Linked DNA regions of Danio rerio: region 2 is linked to region 1. Evidence: chromatin contacts called from public HiChIP or PLAC-seq data. All regions are on one chromosome and are shown on one strand. Each heading gives the region's core, a stretch centred on a gene start, on an enhancer-like site or on the middle of the called end of the contact. The rest is flanking DNA. Distances are from core to core; before and after follow the strand shown. Region 1 overlaps diaph2 (diaphanous-related formin 2). Region 2 holds the start of pcdh19 (protocadherin 19).

Region 1 (2,950 bases), core at 267-2,766:
AATAGTCAGTTGGCAGACTGTACACTGTCATTCATCCATTCCTTCATTTCCTAAGGCGTAGTCCTTGATTTATCAGGGGTCACCACTGTGGAATGAACCGCAAACTACCCTGGCATATGTTTTCATGCAGCAGATGCCCTTCCAGCCGCAACATATTAATTTTAATGTTAAAGAGGTTTTATGCATTAATTAGTTTATAACGTTAACAATATCTTTGGGAGTGAAGTGGCTGGTATTTAAATGTTTCTGATATATCACTTCACGTTTAGTGCAGGCAGTTATATTCTTGTCATCGGAATCTTACCACATACTAGCTTAGTTAGGTCAATCTAGACATTTCCACCCACTGCACCGCTCAGTATGGTGTCAGTTCCTTTTACTTACTGTAGTAGCTAGATATTTACAATGGCTGTCCCTTAAAATAAACATCACACATGTTCTGTTGAATGAACCAGCCAACATAACAACATCCAAACTAAGGACACTGTTGTTGATTATTTTTTATTTTTTGCTTTTTCAGAAGAAAAAAATGTTCTGAAGAATATCAGCAAAGCATTTTATTTTGGAGTAAACATATAGATTTTTCAGATTGCTTCACTAATGTTAGGTTAGTTCAACACTTCAAGCTGGGTTTCTTATCCAAATCACACGTCACTTTTAAAAAAATATATATTTTCAATATTTTGTGAACCTTTTTAAATGGCCTATTTGAAAGTTAGAACTAATGTGGCTAACATTGTCTTCGTCTCTGACTGTATTCACAGAGACCAGATCTATGTCAACAGATTCATCCCTCACAGTTAGCATAATTCATAAATGCACATTTACTACATATGTTTTCTGTAAATATAATGCTTAATAATTGTGTTATTATTTACTTACAAAGGTCAGCACATTGAAACAGAGCAGTAACATGCTAATCGATTATATATAAAAAAAAAATTAAAAAATCACTAAACATTCATAAATTTCCTGTTACATCATTATATATAGTCATATAATAACATTTCCCTCTTTGTTCTCTACCATTTATGACATTTTAAATGTGTGAGACTTATTTTGTTGTTCATGCAGCATCATAATAGCATATAAATTCTCCGCCCTCTTCCAGAAAGCTGCAGTTCATTTATATTTAAAGGGACACAAACACAAAACTGTGTTTTGGCACAATAGGGACACAACTGACAAACACTATTACATGATCTGTTAGTTTATTTTGAGTTATATTTTCACAGACACATGCTAGGGACAAAGAGATTTATTTTACATCTTCTGAAATAGGTCATAAAATGTCCCCTTTAAAGCAATCATAAGTGATGCAGTTTTGGCCATGCATTCAATGCCTGAAAAATATTTCCCAGCAGAGACCAAATCAACCACTAAACACAACCTACACAACCAAAGAATATATCTGCATCACAATGCATATGTTCGAGTTACTGTAAGCCTGGAAATTCAGTAGAACGGAGGCTTCAGGCGTGACCTCTTCAATGTTCAGCCAGTAGGGGGCACTCAGAGCTCAGTAACTTTGCAGCTGTGATGCATTGTAAGGATGGGGGAGCAGCTCTTTTGTGCGTCTTCTGCATGTTGCACCAGCCGTCCTCACACAAGACTCTACTTAATATTAGCCCCTTCCTTCCAGGGAATGTAAACATCACCGAGAGAGTAATTTATAGTTGACGACAGGCACAAATGCTTCTAAACGACAAGTCAACTGTTAGATTGAGAATCAATTACGTGTCATTTTAGTTCTCTCTTTTTTTGGCCTTTTTCCATAAGTATTAATTTTCACACATTTGATGTCCCTTGAGAGGGTGTGTATTTCAATACCAGGGGCGATGCGGTCTTTGGCTGGTAATGGTGTCTGTCAGGACTGCTTTAACATTTTCCCTGGAGTGCGCGCTGCCTCACCGTTGTGTAACGTTAGATGTCGTTCTGAAGATTAAATGAGTTTGCCGATGGATTTTTGTCAGTTTCTTTATGCAAAGGGACTGCTCGCAAACAAACTGCGGAGGAAAGGTCAACGGTGCTCGTTCAGATCCCATTGCTGTAATTTCTGTCTCAGTCTGACAAACAGAAAGTGTATATAAACAATAATGGTTTGGCTAAAACATATTTGTATTTATTTTGATATACAACTGTTTATCTGTGCTCTCAGAAAGAATGAAAGCTTTATTAATAATAATAATAATAATAATAATAATAATAATAATAATAATAATAATAATTCTTATTATTATAAATAATACATATTAAGCGAACTATATGCAAACATTAATGCATTTATATTTTAATGACAATTAAATGTTTCAATTTACTACAGCAATTGTTTTTGTACATTTTATAATAAACAATTCATTCATACTTTCATTTTACTTCGGCTTAGTCCCTTTATTCATCAGGAATTTCCACAGTGGAATGAACCGCCAACTATTCCAACATGTCACATTGCAGATGCTCTTCCAGCTGCAACCCAGTACTGGGAAACACCCATACACTCTCACATTCACACACATACACTACGGCCAATTTAGTCTTTTTTAATTCACCTATAGCGCATGTCTTTGAACTGTGGGGGAAACCAGAGCACCCAGAGAAAACCCATGCCAACATGGGGAGAACATGCAAACTCCACACTGAAATGCTTACTGACCCAGCCAGGACTCAAACCAGCGACCTTATTGCTGTGAGGCTACAGTCCCAACCACTGAGCCACCGTATCGCCCTATAATAAACAATAAATAATGTAAATATATATATATATATATATTTAAAAAGCAATAAAAAGATATAGGAGTTTGTTACACTGTAAAACATGTCATTTCCTGTTGCCAGCAGGTAGTGCTATAACTGTAACTGGAAATTGGCGTGTGATCGTGTTCAGGTCAGGAATGTTATTAAACGTGTGAATTTTGAGGCGGATTGGACAATGTCTGCCTGAGTTATAACA
Region 2 (2,950 bases), core at 316-2,815, 870 kb after region 1:
CCCGTCTCCCCTCGTCTTAATCTCAAGACCGAAAATATCATTCGGGGTGATGGTGTACGTTTGAATGCCGTTGCTCCCCGAGTCCGGATCGCTTGCCCCCTCTAGGGGAAATCTGGTACCGGGAGCGGCATTTTCCGAGATTTCTATGTCAATGTGGTTGGTGGGGAAGCGGGGCGCGTTGTCGTTTACGTCGATAATCTCAATTTTGATCACGCAGATCTCCATCGAGTTCGACATCACCTCTAACGAAATAAAACACTTAGGTGTCTGTCGGCAAACAGCGTCCCGATCAATTTTTTGCTTGGTGATGAGCAGTCCGGCAGGGCTCAGATTAACCCATCGTGGCTCGGAATTGGAGATAACCCGCAAATAAGGCTGTCGGTTTCCAAGTGCAAAACCCGCAACTTTTGCGTCCGCCGTTACGTTGGCTATCTTTGTGCCTGCACGCAGCTCTTCCTCCACGGTGTATTTCAAATTGAACACGGCATCGACTCCAGTCCAGCACAAGAGAAAGCACACAAACATTTGTACGAAATCCATGTCCTTGGAATGCATTGTACCTGTTGATGTCTGTCTTCACGCGCTCATTTGCATGATCGTTTATTAACATTTAAACCTATGCACATTCGATACGACGTAAAAAAAGCTCCAAAAAGTCAAACGAACAAAATCACAGTCTGGCAGATATCCTTTAAAATGATCGAAAATGTTTATATCTGCGGTGAAATTCATTTGACTTACTGATTACGCAGTGGATAACTTCCATTTACTTTATCGACATCTTATCAGGCCACCCATGTCTTGCACTATTTGTGAAGAAAATGTGAAGAAAACTGGAGAATGTTTCTTCATCTAACGAATGAGACAACATTGTGAATGGAAAACATGGCTTCAACGTGAACATTTGGGTAATTCACGGAAACCGAGATGTATACCGACCATTTTGAGCCAGTGAAAGAAAATATTCAGTACTAATGTGGGCTAAATGTCCACTTGAAGGTCCTCAACTTGTGAATGAATAAAAGAAGGGATCCAGTTTTAAAATATTTGCTCTTGGTATCATGATTCGTGACGAAAACTTAAATTAAAATTAAATTAAAACATCGTTCATGCCAAATCAATCCATATAAAGATGTGAAGTTAGAATGTTTCCTCCTTGATCCGCATTTCTGTCCATGCGCTCATATCCAACTGACTGAAACCAGAGATTCCAATTGAAGAAAGAAAAAAACAAATAGTCCAATTTTTGTGACTGGAGCAACGAAGATAACCCAGTATTAACCAAATATCAGTCCGCAATTCATTGATATTCCCAGTCGAGCAAAAGGTGTGCGCCTTGTCCACTGAAGATTTCGTAAATGTCTTGTATGAAGGTGTTTCAGCTGGCCTTAGTCCAGAATGAATGAAACTAAATCCGTATAAAACACTGAAAAAAGATCAGTGAAGACAAATAAAGCATTGGTAAGTGCAGCTGAGCTCGACTCGCCGTAAAAAAGCGTCCGGTCTGAAATATCCAGCCTCTGGATGAAGCGAAATAGTTCTTGATATAGTTGTTAAATGTGGCTCACTGAGGTAAACGCACGGCGCGCATCTTCAGCGCATACTGTCGAATGCACAGCTCAGTGTCTCGCGCTCAGTCTCAGGACCCGCAATCCCCACAGCCAATCAGAGGTTACACTGGAGAGCTGGATTTGCTGGTGGGTGGGGCAAAACTACAGCTATGAACTCGGCCAACTAGCTCCAGTTCATACAACGCACGGTGTATGTTTTCTGTTCTGCTTACGCCTGGACATAACGTATGTCATTTTGCGATTGAGGAATTTCGAAAGGGAATTAATTTCCTTAAGATATTTTTCGGGGCAATTTTACGCTAGTCAGATAGTGTATTTTTTTAACAGAGCATTACACTCATATACTTAAACACATTGTAATAAAAATCACAGCTTTACTAGGCTTTTATTTAACATTTCCACTGATATAGTGACTTAATTAGCCTATAGTTGTTATGGTTTTCTTTATAAACTTTTTAGATTTATGTTTCGGATATAAATTAGTTTTATAATTAGCCCATGTTGGCTTAAAGAAACGGTAGCTTAATATTAATTCTAATCAAAAACTTGTTTATTAAAACTTGTATATTAGTATTTTGGCATGTAAGAGTCAGCGACTCTTGGTAGTTTTTTTAGACTAATCAATATATTCATAACAAATTAACTTGACATTTCCCTAATTAAAAGTCTCATCTCATTTGCATAAAGCTTGTCAGACTTTTATTTATTTTTTATATCAGTCGTAATACTGAAAAATCTGTTTAATTTATTTATATATTTATTTATCAAATCCGTCGCAGATTTAATAAGATGTATTATGGGTGCTGCACGTTTTGAGCTTGGAGCACTCACACAGTGATTGAATCTGTTCACTTATTAGCAGCATTTGCCGTGTTAAGAAATATTAAATGCCACAGAATATGAATGGGAGCATGAACACCTTTTCTAGTGGGGCTAGAAAATGATAACGTTGGAATCTGCACTAATTGCGAATCTTTCAGGCAGCTGCCTTTCGTTCCCATCCCTGATGACGACCCCGACATATCAATGACTCCCCCCACCATCTTTCTCTCTCTCTCTCTCTCTCTCTCTCTCTCTCTCTCTCTGCGCATGTTTGTGTGTCTGTAAGAGAGAGTAAAATGATTTAAAATAATTTAAGTATGAGAGAGGCAATATAAAAAATGTTAGGCATTTTTTTACTACAGTTATTATTAATATAACTACTAGCAATTATGGTTGTAATCGTTGTTATGTATGAACGTTCATTAATCTGTATACCTGTATACATATAGATTATTTAAATTCCTCACTATATATATATTTGCCTCAACCACGCAGAGAGTCAAGAGTCATGTGCACACATGACAGCATGTTGAGGGCAAACCGTGTTTAAAGTCACA

What was found. HiChIP or PLAC-seq counts read pairs in DNA pulled down with a chosen protein or histone mark.
Region 2: an H3K4me3 HiChIP or PLAC-seq map of embryo shows a contact between it and region 1, with 17 times the contacts expected there. The contact joins the promoter of pcdh19 here to the enhancer-like site in region 1. A contact is called at or near these places in 5 of 18 Hi-C or Micro-C datasets (caudal fin, embryo, hematopoietic stem cells and 1 more) and 2 of 4 datasets of contacts at active chromatin or transcription factors (caudal fin and embryo).

What each region holds. Positions count from the first base shown.
Region 1 is chr14:44,116,850-44,119,799 of GRCz12tu, forward strand. The region is part of intron 17 of diaph2 (diaphanous-related formin 2); the gene reads left to right. Among named protein-coding and RNA genes, the nearest start is that of diaph2, 290 kb to the left of the region's middle. Within about 2 kb of position 1,517, at least 4 of the 62 cell types and tissues checked have an H3K27ac peak or open chromatin away from gene starts, as enhancers often do.
Region 2 is chr14:44,988,694-44,991,643 of GRCz12tu, forward strand. pcdh19 (protocadherin 19) reads right to left here and starts at 1,566. Exons shown (of 5, transcript NM_001127519.2): 1 at 1-1,566. The coding sequence starts at 555.